3 separate regions of the Hordeum vulgare genome follow, and regions 1 and 3 are each linked to region 2. Evidence: chromatin contacts called from public Hi-C data. All regions are on one chromosome and are shown on one strand. Each heading gives the region's core, a stretch centred on a gene start, on an enhancer-like site or on the middle of the called end of the contact. The rest is flanking DNA. Distances are from core to core; before and after follow the strand shown.

Region 1 (4,533 bases), core at 527-3,026, 850 kb before region 2:
GACAAGTTAGCAGTAGCTCCGGTGCGGATCCAGCGCTACTGCTAGATTTAGTTAACCTGCTAACTCGATCCCCTCTCCCCCACTCCTTCCCTCTCCGTTCGATCGGCCCTTCGTCCCTCTCGCCCGTGATCCAGCACACTACTTCTTCCCTCTCCGCTGCTGACCCCCTTCAAGCGCTGTCGTGCCACCTCCACACGTCGCCGCCCCCTCCAAGCGTCGTCGGGCCACCTCCACGCGATGTTGTTCGACCACCTCCCCTCCCTCTCCGGTAAGCCCCCCGCCCCCTCCTCCCTATCGCCTCGCTCACCCACCCTAGCACCACACCGCACGCCTCCCCCTGTCATGGACGCCCCTGTTTACCGTGGACGCAACATTTTCACATAAAGTTTGTTCAAAGGTTATTCAATCCATCTAAAGTAATATATGTGGATAGGAGATAGTAGTAGTGTTTATCAGTAATTTTGGTATGAGGATCTACCAATTCATCTAGGGGTTAAGAGACTTAGTGAAGATGGGGTGGTTGCTGACCTAGGGCATGTAAGAATGTTTGGGGGGAATTTTGCAATATGGTTAGGCATGAGAGGTTGTTCATAATATTATGTGTTTTACCCCATCTTTTGTACTTGTTCATTGTTGCTATATTCAAGTGGACCATGTTTTGCCGGAATGTTGATTCATTTCCGTTCTAGCAAATTTCAAGCGCTCCATATGTTCACTTTTTAGTAAATGTCATGCCCAAATTTTGCAATTATTTTTACAAAACTCTATTTTTTTAAAATTTACAAACTAATTTTGCAAATATGGAACATTTTATAAATTTGTGAGAAAAATATAAAAACTATAGCATTTTCAGAATATGTGAACAAATTTGGGAAATAGGGTCATATATGGAAATAACAAAATATTTTAAAATTTACGAAAAAAAACACGTGAACTTTTTCTGAATTTGTGAACAAAGTTGGAAATATTAACATTTTTTAGATATGTGAACAAATTTATAAATTCGAAATATTTTTTAGATACATGAGCAAATTTACTAAAATGGAAAAAATGGCAATTCCAGAACATTTTTGTAGTTTTAAATAAAATTATAAAACAAGAGCATTTTTTCAAATTCCGGAAATTTTTTTCAAACTACGTAACATTTTTTCAAATTCCGGAACATTTTTTCAAATTCCAGAACATTTTTTTAAATTCAGAAACATTTTTTCATATTCCAAACTATTTTTCAAATTCCGAAACATTTTTTCAAATTCTGGAACATTTTTTAAAATCTAGAATATTTTCAAAATAGAAACAAAACAAAGAAACAAAAAAGAAAACAAACAAAAAAAGAAAAACTGGTTCAGGAAATCTTCTAAAAAGTTACCAAAACCGAAAAAAACGGCTGAAAACCTCTAGAAGGTTCCCAAATCCGGGATCGGTAAAAGTGTTAACGGGTCAGCCGAAACATTTTTGAAAAATTCCGAACATTTTCTGAAGTTATGAATGTGTTTTAAAAGAAGCAACTATTTGAAATTTAGAACATTATTTTCAAAAGAAAAATCATTTTTCAAATAAAAAAACAATTTTCAAACATGAACCTATTTTGAAAAGGATAAAATAAGTTTGCAAAAAAGAAACGTTCAGGGAACCTCGTAGAATGTTTTCAAAACTGGTGGCTAAGTGTACTGGGCCAACGCAAATATGGTCTCGGGGATGTGCCTAGCCTTAGACTACGTGCTACAGAATGCGACGAATAGCATTTCGCTGCTTAAACGTTGGGAATATCCTATTGGACGCACTATCTCAAATTGTCGACCTTTTGCATAGACCTAATGATCGCGCGACATAGTGGACCGGCCCATTGACATGTTGCAGCGATTTCGATTTTGGGAACCTTCTCGAGTTTCTTTGTCGGTTTTTCCGGTTTTGGGAACTTTCTAGAAGATTCCCTGGACCGTTTTTTCTTTTTTTGTTTTTGTTTCTTTTTTTGTGTTTATGTTTCAAAAATGTTCGGGATTTTTAAAAAATGTTTCAGAATTTGAAATAATGTCCCGGAATATGATAAAATTGAAAAATATTTCGGAATTTTAGAAAAATGTTCCGAAATTTTTAACAAACTGTTTCAGATTTTTCCCGTTAAAAATGTTTCCATTCCAAAAAATGTTATTGTCTCATTTTCCATTTTTTACTTCACTTTTGTTTATTTTGTTCCTTTCTTATTTTTTGTTTGACATGTTCTAATTTTGGTTTCACGGGTTGGGCGTGTCGTTGCTTCATCAAGCCGCACCGTGCTTATTCAAATTGACATCCACCACGCCGACCTACTTCGACATGTCGACTCGCATGGGGGCTCTAGCGCCACCTTACCGATCTACTCCGCCACCTCGACTAGACCGGGGGCTTCCGCATCTCTTCATGAACCTGCTTCGAGGTCTTCGGTGTCACCAGGCGACCACCTTCGTCATGTTAGCTGGACCGGGGGCTTCGCCTCGCCACATCGACCGTGCTACGTTGCCGCTTCAGCAAGCCGAGCTCTTCGTTCGGGCACCTCGGGAGTGGCTTGGGGAGTAGGACCTTGACCTGCAACAAGCTCGGTCCACGTCACACCGAGCACATTAACCAACTAAGTAGCTTTCATGCTCAACCTTTTTTTAATTTTGTAATTTCTGTGTGGTTCAACCAAGCATTATATTTCCGTTAAAGAAAAAAGTTGTTTGTTAGAACTTAATAAGAGCATTGTTTTTTAAAATCACTTCCTTTACCCATGTTAACCGTAGGCTCTTAAATTTATATGAGCCATTTTATCATAAGTGTTTTCTTCTTGGTCGTTGCAAAGTCTTTTTCTACTCCTCCTTTCCCGACTTGAGTATGTAGTCAATAGCCAGATAGCCTGGGCCCTTTCTAAAGTCGCTCGAGTTTAGTTCGCTAAACTGACCTTGGAGAAACACTTTGCCTTTGGGATATGAAGGTTGAAGCCCAAGGATGACCCAGTTGAAATCTTGAGATCGGATGTGTCATGTCAAAACACGACGGTAGCACAAACCAATTTTCAGATGGGCACTAAGAAACTTGATTTAGTTCAGACGTGAAGTTTTTGTTAAGGTTTTTTGGTTTTTCGGTCTTATGGCACCTTTAACCTACTTTTATGTTTTTTCCTTTCAGGGGGCGAGACATCCTCTTGTTCGAGGTGTTCAGCATGGTAGTTTCCTTTGGGAAATCTTTTCCGACACACAATTCGGCATGTTCTCTATCGAGCTACACCTCGGCATTGTCAAAACACACTCAATGCATGAACTAGTTCCCGAGGAGATACGATTCTAGGGTCATCCATATTACCCAACCCAGGTCTCGGGGGCTAGTGCATTAATTGATTCAATGCAGTAAATTTCAAAGAGCAATACCATTTCTAAGGAGATTACGATCCTTAGGTTGATCGGCCGCACCCAACCTGAGTCTCGGGGGCTACTGCACACCGCATTTTAATTCCTAAAGCATGCTGTCGAGCAAGGAATTGATCCTCAGGACGATTTCACGAATCGACATGAGTCTCAGGAGCTACTGGGATTAGTGGTTTTATTTTTTCCTTTACATGCATCTAGACCGACACGCACCTTGAGGCCTACTGGTTATACAGCTCGTTAGAGAATAAAATACACCAATTGGAAAAATCCACAAAAATTAGCCCACAGCCAAGGTGGTGCAACACCTCACAAGGAGTCCGACATTGGAGCTCGGATGCAGTCCGGCGTTGCATCTTGAAAGCAAGCTGACATAAAGCTCGGATGCAAGTGGATGGCTCCATAGAGGGAAAATCCGGCGTTGGAGTTTGACTGCAAAAAGACACCTCAGATGCAAGTCGAGCGTTGGAGCTCGAAAGCAAGAGGAGATTGCCACAGAGAAAACACATCAAACCCATGGTGTGCAGTGTAATAATAACAAGGCATGATAAAGGCCGAGAACGTAAAGGGGCTCCTCGGATACCCGACGTGAGAACTCTTAGGATTCCCTTCGGTTATCCTCAAGATCAGTGATGGGAAAATTTGTTGAACTAGTTTCCAAGACCAACGATGGAAGACGAAGAACTATTCGAAAGAACCGAGGAGCATCCCCAACTTGAAGACCGGTTCAGGGGGCTACTGAGGGGGTCCGGGACTAAGGGGTCCTTGGGCCGCCGATGACATATACGAGGAATATTCCACAAGGCTTGGTGATCAAGACAAGGACTCCTCTCCACCGACGTAGCCGACTAGGACTATTTTTATCTTAGTTATTTGACACATTGTCAGATTAAGATCATTACTCATAGGGTTTTAGACCACCTCATACGATCTTGAGGTAGATCAACTCTGTACTTGAGACACCATCATCAATACAAACAAAGCAGGACATAGGGTATTACCTCCATCAAGAGGGCCCGAACCTATCTTAATATCGTCTTCATTGTCTCCTATTACCCATCGATCCAAGATCGACAGTTCGGAACCCCCTACCCGAAATCTGTCGGTTTTGATACCAACATAGGCACTTGACAACGAAGTCTGAAAGAAC
Region 2 (4,617 bases), core at 660-3,159:
TCCAACAAGGATAAATAATTTATAAGTTTCACTGGACACGAATTTTTGGAGGTTTTAACAAAAGCACTGAACATTACAATCGAAACAAGAGGTCAACGTATTTTATGCTTCCTGAACTACATACCATGAAAGATAGAGAACCTGATGTTGCAGTATATTTATATCTTCTCAGTGATTTCGACAAAAATACAGAATGTGATTTAACAGAACAACCATGTGTACTAAATGTCTAACTAACAAAGTGATCGAAGAGGCTTACACAACCAATAAAGTTATTGAACTCTCTACATAAATGATCTATTCAAATGTTAGACTACATGACATTATCAATACTTCCACACTACTGGATTAGTATGACAAATTTCCAAATTTCAATGTTAGCAAGAATATACCATCTTCAGAATTCAGAGATTGCAACGTTATTATTTATTACTAGGAAATGCTGGTTTAGTTCAGATATAGTAGAAGGATACAAAATGAGTTGTTCATTGGAATCAACAATACAAGATTGCTTTGGCTAAAGAAATCCATGCCTTCGTATTAATGCTGATCTCACTTGAAGATGCTGTACAACGATGCTAATATAGTTTCACTTGAGTCATTGCAATGTTAAGGTAGTGAAAGCATAAGGTGGTGTGAGTGAGGACAACTAGCATTTTGGCATAGATAGAGTAAAATGCTGGTGCCTTGGCCTCCGACTAAATTAACCTATAAGCAATTGTAGCACACATAGAGCTTTAATCTGAAATTGAGACCTGGTTGAGCATGATTGAATTACATGCACTGCTAGACTCCTAGTAACAGAATGCTGATTTAAAATACAAGAATGAGCGCAGGGACAAGGCCATGAAAATGTAATTGTGACCTTTTGATACAAATTAACCATCGAATTAAAGCATCTACAGATACGGTGACGAGCATGAGGTAGTTCAAGTAGTGCAGTCACAGGATTACATTTTTACACATCTACAGTACCTTCCAAAGAAAGGAAAAACGCATTTAGAGGCAAGACAAATAGTTAGGGACACATAAACCATTTGGTACAAAGCAGAATAAATAGTATGACAAACAAAACAAAAACACAACAAACTAGATAGAAATAGAGCCAGATAGGTAAATTAGGAATTCATCAAACAGATAAGCTACTAGTAGAATGACTAACTAGGGTTAGTTGGGTTCTGTAGATGAGGCAGAGGTCATCATTTCATCAATACTTGGGGATTTAAGAGATAAAGAATAAATATTAACACAATGGTGGCGAAATGGAGAGCGCTGACTTGCCTGTGGTCACCGGCAGCATCGGGCTCGTAGGCGTCGACATTGCCGAGGGCCTGCTGGTATTCCCTTTGCTGGTCGACAGGGCAGACCTTGGGGTCGGTGGAGCGGAGGTCCTTGGTGGAGGTGACCTCGAGCGTCTGGCCGGAGTCGGTGGCGCGGGCAGCGAGGTGGAACTCGACGGAGCAGTGCTCGCAGGAGCCGTCCCCGTCACAGGCGTCGCAGTCGCGGGAGAAGCGCATGGACATGGCGCCGGAGGAGGTGAGCGGGATGAGGCCGAGGCGGTGCGCGAGGAACTCGTCGTTGAGGACGGAGGAGTTGCTCTCGATCTCGACGAGGTCGATGGCGACGGTGGGGACCTCGGCGATCATGACGCGACGGAGGGCGTTGGCCATGCTCGCGTCGGTGTCCTTGAGCTCGAACTTGGCGTACTCGTCCTTGAGCTCGCGGATCCGCACGCGCGGGAAGCGCTGGTACGAGGCGCCCGCCGCAGAGCGCTCCATTCCGCCTGGCCGCCGGAGATGGGGTGGGTCGCCGCCGCAAGGGTTTTGTTGGGTCGGGCGGCGGATTTGGGGGAAACGGAGCAAACTGAGGAGGAGAGTGGAGGACGGGGCTTTTGTCCGCCTTTGCCTTGATTTCGCTTCCACCCCGTTCGGTGGTCAAGTTAAGATTCGTGCCGTCCATTTATTCCCCATGAGACTGGACGGCTGGATCACTCTCGAGGAAAGCGGATGTAGAACACAGTTGTTGGTTTTTCTTAAAAAAAAAACTAACTAACAGTGCCGCGTCTCGTTATTACCGTGCGCCGGCCGCGGAAACGATCGGTTGTGTTCTCTTGGTCATGCAGCATGCAATGATTCATCTCTAAATGATTGGAATTCAAAAAAATTATCTCTTAAATCATTAATTCGATCGATGATCCGTTTTCGTGTTGACTTTGTTTCGACGAAATCTTTAAAACAACTTAATCGATAACTTTTTTTTACTCGTACTTACCACATTTGTTGCAGTTACTTGTCATATTAATAAGTACTTATTTGTCTGATAAAAAATAACTTAATCGTCATATTTTTTAGAAATTACATATAAATATGACATTTCGACATAATCAAACTAGCAAACACAAACAACTTTTTATAGGCGATTACGTGTGAAAATATGACAACTCAACATATTTAAAACCGATGATCACAATAAATCTTTTTTATCGTCGTTTGTAAATATGACAACTCGACATAGTTAAACTAACAAGCACACAAAATAGTTTTCTGACAAAGATGTATGTAAATACGACAAGTTGGCATATTTAAATTGGCAAACACAACCTATTACATGCTTTTTTATATCATGCATAATAAAAAACCTGCTACAGGGCTTTGTACGAAACAACATTAAAAAGTGTCAATCAAGTTATTTTTCTGAGACAAGTAAGTGGTTAATAATATGACAAGTGGGTCAAAAAATATGGCAAGTCTGAACCGGAAAAAATAGTTAAGAGAACATGTCGACGTGGGATCTAGTTTTGAAAAAGTCAATGGTGAAAACGGATCATCGATTGAATTAACGGTTTTGTAGATAAAACTTTTTGAATTTCAAACATCAAAGGCAGTCGGCCCAGACGGGAGTTTAAGCAGCCTAGTCAATCGCTTTTTTTCAGAACGAACAACTAGCACAAATGTTTGCAACTATCGCACGAAGAGAAACTAAGTGTCTTAACTTTATACTAACTCTAGTACAAAATTATAATAAGATTGAAACACTTATTTTGGGACAGAGGAAGTATAAAACTAGTTTCATTGGCATATTGCGGAGATAATGTTGTGTGCGTCGATGACTACCATCTTAGGCTGCGCTTGGATGCGGTGTAATTAGATACAGACATATTACTTTTATGGGTGTATTTTACCGGCGGCTATAAGACTACCAGTCAAACACGAAATAATGGAAAGAGATCTGTATTTTTTATACACAGGTGTTTATGGCAAAACAATCAAACAAGGCCTTATACTTGTAGTAAACCCAGCCATTATGTGGATGTGCTTCCTAAACCACACATCCTTTATGGACGTAATTTCATTCTAGAGTCAAACGTTGAACACAACAAGGAACGCTAACAAGTGGGTACCAAATAAAAATTCACGTACTCCTTCCCTAGTCAATTTTGCGGGTTGCCAAACTACTTGTTTGTGTTGTTGGTGTCGTTCTCCACCTTAGGGCGTCTTCAAAATGGACCTTCAAACCATCCACAACCGTCCGAACTGCATGGACCGAACGTGTTGTGTCGTCCGTCGTGGATCTGTGTCGATCCATCCAATGGTCCAGACATACTTCTTTCTGTAAATGCGAGACAAACTGGCGGTTCGAAGATCCAGACAACATCCAAGTAGGACTTCGACACCCCCATCACACCCAAAAACCCCGTCCAAGATCCCTCTCGGAACCGGGGCCTTCATTCTTTCATTTTTCTCTCCTTCTGTTTTTCTCTCTTGACTTCGTTGTCGCTGCACCAACACGGGCGCTAGGCCACATCCATGCCGAAACTCGACGAGTTTGTCACCTTGATACTTGTGATCTACGTTGGGTTTTTTGCAAAGAGGAGCGGATGATGCAGCATAGTATAGATAAGCATTTCCCTGAGTGAGAACCAAGGTTATCGAACCAATAAGAGTAGCATGCAACCCCATCTTCAGCGACTGCACACAAAGAAGCAAACACTTGCACCCAACGCGCGCGAGATGGTTGTCAATCCCCTTGGACTCATTATTTGTAAGCAAATGAAGTGTGTAGATGATAGTTGATAATTGCGAAATAAATAAAAAGGTAAATAAAGGCGGCGAGGAAATAAAGTTTTTATAAATATATAAGTATATAGATCTGGAGGCCACAGTTTTCTCTAGTGGCATCTCTCATATAGTAGGCATACGGTGGGTAAATGAATTACTGTTGGGCAATTGTTAGAAAAACGCATAGTAATGCAATCTTTATTCACGACGATGATCATGTGTATATAGGCATCACGTCCATAAGAAAATCGACCGACTCTTGCCTGCACCTATTACTATTGTTGCACCCATCGTCCGCTATCGAGCATGCATCTAGAGTATTAAGTAAAGCAGAGTAATGCTTGAAGAACAATGACATGATGTAGACAAAGATAACTCACCTAATATGAATCGGCCCCATCGTTTTATCCTTAGTGGCAACAATGCAAAGACGTGTCTTGTTCCCTTCTGTCACTTGGATATATCAATCTAATGGCAACAATGCAAAGACGTCCATAAGCACCGCCAGATTGAACCCACTACAACGCACCCCTTTCATTGGAGATAGATCAATCTAGTT
Region 3 (4,976 bases), core at 528-3,027, 570 kb after region 2:
CTTGCATTTGGGGAAATCTCTATCTCTTCTCTCCTTGTGGTTTGGGTATTGTCTTCACAAAAGTTGACCACTGAGGTTAGATACCATTAGCTAGGTAGTACCCTTTGTTGTACTAATGGCCATTGATCTCAAAGTTGACATCTAGAGAACGGCCTTCTGCAAGCCTTGCGAACACTAGTGAATGCTGAAGCACGATGATATCATTGTTAGAACCAGCCATGCCGAAGAAAGAATGCATGATCCAAAGATCTTGAGAAGCCACCGCTTCCAGTATGACAGTGGCACCTTTCACATGGCCCTTGTACTGCCACTGCCAAGCAAATGGAGAGTTCTTCCACTTCTAAGGCATGCAGTCTATACTACCAAGCATGCCCGGTCGGCCCCTCTCGGCATTGATCGCCAACAACCTCTCTGTATCAGCGGCATTTGGTTGTCTCAAGTACTCAGGGTCAAATACTGCCACCATAGCCTTGCAGAAATTGTACATTGACAGAAGGTGTGTGTACTTTCTCATACTCACGTATGCGTCCACAAGATCACCTGGAATTCCATACAAGCATGCGGATAGCCGCGGTGCATTTATGGTAAGAGGAGAACCCAAGCTTGCCAACGGCATCCCGTTTGCACTCAAAGTATGGGTAATATGCTACGACCCCCCCCCAATACGGTTGAACACATGCCTCGCCATACTGATTTAACAACGGAATTGATGTGGTTTGTAGAGTGGGCCATTCTCAAAGTAATTGGCGTAGAGCATGGCATGGCCGCTCTCCCTATTGCGGTTCAAGGCCGGAGCATGACCCGGGACTGAACCCCTAAACTGAGGCCGATGTCTGGCAATGTGATCATTGACGACCAATGCAGACACCAGAATGTCTTCGCCATCCGAGGATGAATCATCCGATGAACAAATAAAATTATGAAAAAAGTACTCATCTCCATTGTCCATGATACCTGGCGAGCAAAGTGTCAAACACCTTGCAGTCGTGGTGGTGGGCACGGCTTGCATTCGTGGGCGGTTGCAGTAGGTGTGCCCCTCGCAAGCAGACAACAAGGATGGCGTTGGCATTCGTTGCCCTGCAGCTATGCAACGCCTGTCACAAGGTGATGAGGTCGCTGCCCATCGTCGCCGGTCGTTGCTTCTCTCCCCATTGGAAGAGCCACGAACACCGCTTGCGTGGAGGCGGGCTATGGCATTGGGTGGTCGTGGTGTGGGCGGTCTGGTAAGTTTTAGTGAGGAAGACGTACGGAGAAAACGGGTAGGTCCATCGGCGACGGCATTGACAGGCGGAGGGAGGAAGGGGCGGGGGAAGAGAAAAGAGGTTTGTGTCTCCGACGGGCAGGCCAATGGAGAATAAGGGCACGCGTCGCCACCCGTCCGTGTGTATCCGCTTTGATGCAAATATAACCCAAATTAGGACCGAGGATGCGATGAAAACAAATGAAAAAAGGATAAATGTCCGTTTGCTCACGGGAGTTAGGCCGGGTTTTACGTCCGCTTATCCCTAATGTTGGAGTTGGCCTAATAGCAGCTTGGTAGTAGTATTAGACGAGACGGTTTTTGGCTGCAATCGACTGAGAGGCTGAGACAGTGTGGCAGCATTCCAGCTGGGAAGTAGAACACCTTTCTTGGTGCATAAAATGTGTGCAGATAGAGAGAGAGGGGATCCGTGAGAGGGACAAGTGAGTCACGAGTTTACTGAGAAAAGGGGCACACGTACAACGCACATACTGAGTACCACATATGGCCACGCCCACAGGAATCTTTCTCTCTTTGGCTCTACCCGGAGCACGTAGGACGGGCGCACATGCATGCGTGCCCATATATATGCCCTGGCTCTTACCTTTGTCCTCCTTCCTCCCTTGATAAAAGAACGAAATTGTTGTTACCGTTTGGTGGTTCCACTTCCACGCCTTCCTAATCATCAAACCATAAGATACTACTCACATTATAGAGAAGATCACATCTCGCAAATGCTAAAAAAAGAGAGAGAATCATGTGTCTCAAGGGCAAAGATGCAACCAAGAGCGGCTACCTGGCTAGACAGTGCAAAGCTGCATATGCTCTCCTCCAGCGTCACATGCGAGAGCTGAGCGGTATCTTGTGGTGTCTTCATCCTGCCTCTGCATTCCTGTTCCGCATGTGAGTTGACACTCCTGCCTATGTTGCAGGCACTTGGATTTCCTTCCTTGGATACATACTACGAGTACATAGGAGTACGTACGTACGTTGCTCGTTGCTGATAATATAGCAGCACAGAGGATAGGACTAGGATGGTCGGTCCCAAGTACTAGAGTACATCTCTGCTTGCATTTTGGTCATATGGGCACTTGATAGCCAGATCAGACACAGCGGATCCTAGTTCTGCCTCCTGGCAGTAATATGTGCTCCTATTATGCTCTACACACCCCACACACAGACGCATACAAGATTCATAACATTTGACTTGACTCAAACAGAACACAAGTACAGAACCATATAAGCCACCTCTTCAACAATTGTGAAAGGGATTTACAAATGCTCTTCTCAAGTGGGATAACACACCACGGACACATACAACATATGTAGGACTTCAGGATCGAGTGTTAGGATTTCAGGATCCCCGGACAATTTTTACTTTTACTTTTCAAACAAATACGTACACATCACTTCGCTTCATTCTTCCCAATAAACATCACCACAAAAGCCGATGGTTACAACAGGCAAGACAGCTCAAAACTGGTCATACGAGTTCAGAGTACGTACATGTCTTTGTTCCCTCTTGACAGGGACAACTGCCAGTTTTTTTTTTTTTTTTTTTTGGAGACCAGTTACCAGCTTAATTTACATAACCATTCTGCTCTAGCCTACCACATTTGACCTGCATCGGCACCACACCGAGCCTTTCAGTACCACTACACAAAATGTCAAAGGGGCCATCAGGGCACGACTCGCTTATTTCAACCCGTATATATCATGAGCCAAGTGACCAGGTTCTAAAACTCGTTTCTTTGCTGCCAGTGTGCTCGCGTGTTCTTCTCGACCTTCAGTAACACCTTCTTACAGTACAGGACCACCGTGGCCAACCATTTATGAACCCGTGATAAACGGGATCTCCGCCAGTGAAGTGGGAAGAGATAGAGGGATGTTTTGACCAGCTAGGTAGGTGATGATACCGGCTACATAACCTGCAAGCGCGAAACCGCTCACCTGCAAGCACAAGTACAGTACGTGTCAACAACCAATTCTAGCTCACTGATGCATAGACAATTGCAATGTGGACACACATCCAGGACAATGAAAAAGGGCACACATTGTTCGCTCAAGTATGTTGTAAACAGGCAGGCTGAACTTTGGTTTAAAACATACTCCCTCCGTCCCAAAATAAGTGACTCAAAAGTGACTCAACTTTGTACTAAAATTAGTATAAAGTTGAGTCATTTTTGAGTCACTTATTTTGAAACGGAGGGAGTAGATCTCTAAGGAACTAAAACAAGCACAGTTTTACTCACTTTAACTAACAACAATACATTTCAAGAACCGGAAACGTTTTTTTTCTTCTTAAAATGCAATACCAAAGCAAAGCATCTAAGCTAAGCTGCAGTCAGAAATTGGAGTTCTGATCTCAACTCTACCAAAAACTACTCAAAGAAACAATATCAGAAATATGGGCTGTATTCAGAAGTTTGGCAGCGAATATCAGAAAATGCACTTAATATACCTGCTAACATGATATAATGAGGTTTCTTTTTTTGTAACAGATTGTGCTGTTAATTTTTATTATGCTGTTTCACATCTCCTTTTTAAGAGCTGGATGAGAAAGAAGTTCACCTTGCGAAGGTACCAAAAGAAATCCACCTTTTCCATTCCCATAAAAGCCACTCCTGCTGCAGAGCCGATGATAAGCATCGAACCACCCGTACCAGCACAGAACGCAACAAGCTGCCAGAAATCTGAATCTTGAGGAAATGAAGTCAGGTCATACATCCCCATGGTTGCAGCAACAAGTGGAACATTGTCTATAATTGCTGATGCTACACCAATGATACTTGCAATGAGGTCAGCGTTTGGAATATTGGCATCAAGATAGTTCGCCAACTGCCTCAAAATCCCTGCAGCTTCCAAGCTAGTGCAAGGAAAGAACAAATCCAACTATCAGAAAATTACGACCATCTAAGTGGGAATGGAATAGACAGTAATAAGTAGAGCACACGCCATAACAGGGTAACAAAATTTGCAAGCATACAAACAATCTGAGTTAGAGGTGTTAGATGTTATAAATTAATTGTGTACTCCCTCTGTAAAGAAATATAAGAACGTTTAGATCACTAAAGTAGTGATCTAAACGCTCTTAAGTAGTGATCTAAACGTTCTTATATTTCTTTACGGAGGGAGTACTTCCCAGTTGCATAAGGGCTTTCCTACTGAGATAAGGATGGGTATGTGGACGTGGAACAACCATTTCAGGAAGAAGGATCGAGTGCTGGAGGCTCCTCTCAAAGGGCGGATGTTTGTCAAGGTGGCTGCGATCTGAGAAGCACTTGAAGCTTGGGCACCGGAGGCACTTTCTGTCTGAGGGCCTGTGGTGCTTTTGACCCTAAGGGGATATTCACACTACTAAGTCATATGACAACTTTTGAACCGATATGTTTTGCTAGTTCTGCTAACCAGTCTTCTAGTGAAAAATTACATTCCACATCAGCTTTAGGTCTATCAAAACCTAAACTGGAAATAGATATACATTTGAAATTAGGTTTAAATGCCTCTTAATAATTTTACGTTACCACTGGCATCACTTGACATTAGTTACATTGCTTTAAGATTCCACAAATTTTCTAAAGGTGAGCTTCACAAGGCAAAGCCCCAAATAATTGTACAGAGTGGAAGGGGGTGGCTGGGTGGGGTTACCTGCCAACCGACAACAGAATACCTAAGAAGAATAGAATTCCTTGTGTATCAATCCGTGAAAGCGCTTGTGGAACTTTCAATCTCTGCC

The links. A called contact is a pair of places that touch in the nucleus more often than the background predicts.
Region 1: a contact with region 2 is called in a Hi-C map of leaf, with 4 times the contacts expected there. The contact joins the enhancer-like site here to the promoter of LOC123399713 in region 2. A contact is called at or near these places in 3 of 6 Hi-C or Micro-C datasets (leaf and seedling) and 1 of 1 datasets of contacts at active chromatin or transcription factors (embryo).
Region 3: a contact with region 2 is called in a Hi-C map of seedling, with 3 times the contacts expected there. The contact joins the enhancer-like site here to the promoter of LOC123399713 in region 2. A contact is called at or near these places in 2 of 6 Hi-C or Micro-C datasets (leaf and seedling).

Annotation. Positions count from the first base shown.
Region 1 is chr5H:348,505,729-348,510,261 of MorexV3_pseudomolecules_assembly, reverse strand. No RefSeq gene overlaps it. Among protein-coding and RNA genes, the nearest start is that of TRNAW-CCA, 6.4 kb to the left of the region's middle. Within about 2 kb of position 1,776, at least 2 of the 3 cell types and tissues checked have open chromatin away from gene starts, as enhancers often do. A contact at or near this core is called in leaf, where this site is marked.
Region 2 is chr5H:347,653,939-347,658,555 of MorexV3_pseudomolecules_assembly, reverse strand. LOC123399713 (DNA-directed RNA polymerases II, IV and V subunit 3-like) reads right to left here and starts at 1,909. Exons shown (of 3, transcript XM_045094105.1): 1 at 1,282-1,909. The coding sequence starts at 1,778.
Region 3 is chr5H:347,082,317-347,087,292 of MorexV3_pseudomolecules_assembly, reverse strand. LOC123395545 (sodium/proton antiporter 2) reads right to left here. Exons shown (of 10, transcript XM_045090557.1): 8 at 4,889-4,976; 9 at 3,812-4,106; 10 at 2,641-3,190. The coding sequence ends at 3,071. Among protein-coding and RNA genes, the nearest start is that of LOC123395545, 10 kb to the right of the region's middle. Within about 2 kb of position 1,777, at least 3 of the 3 cell types and tissues checked have open chromatin away from gene starts, as enhancers often do. A contact at or near this core is called in leaf and seedling, where this site is marked.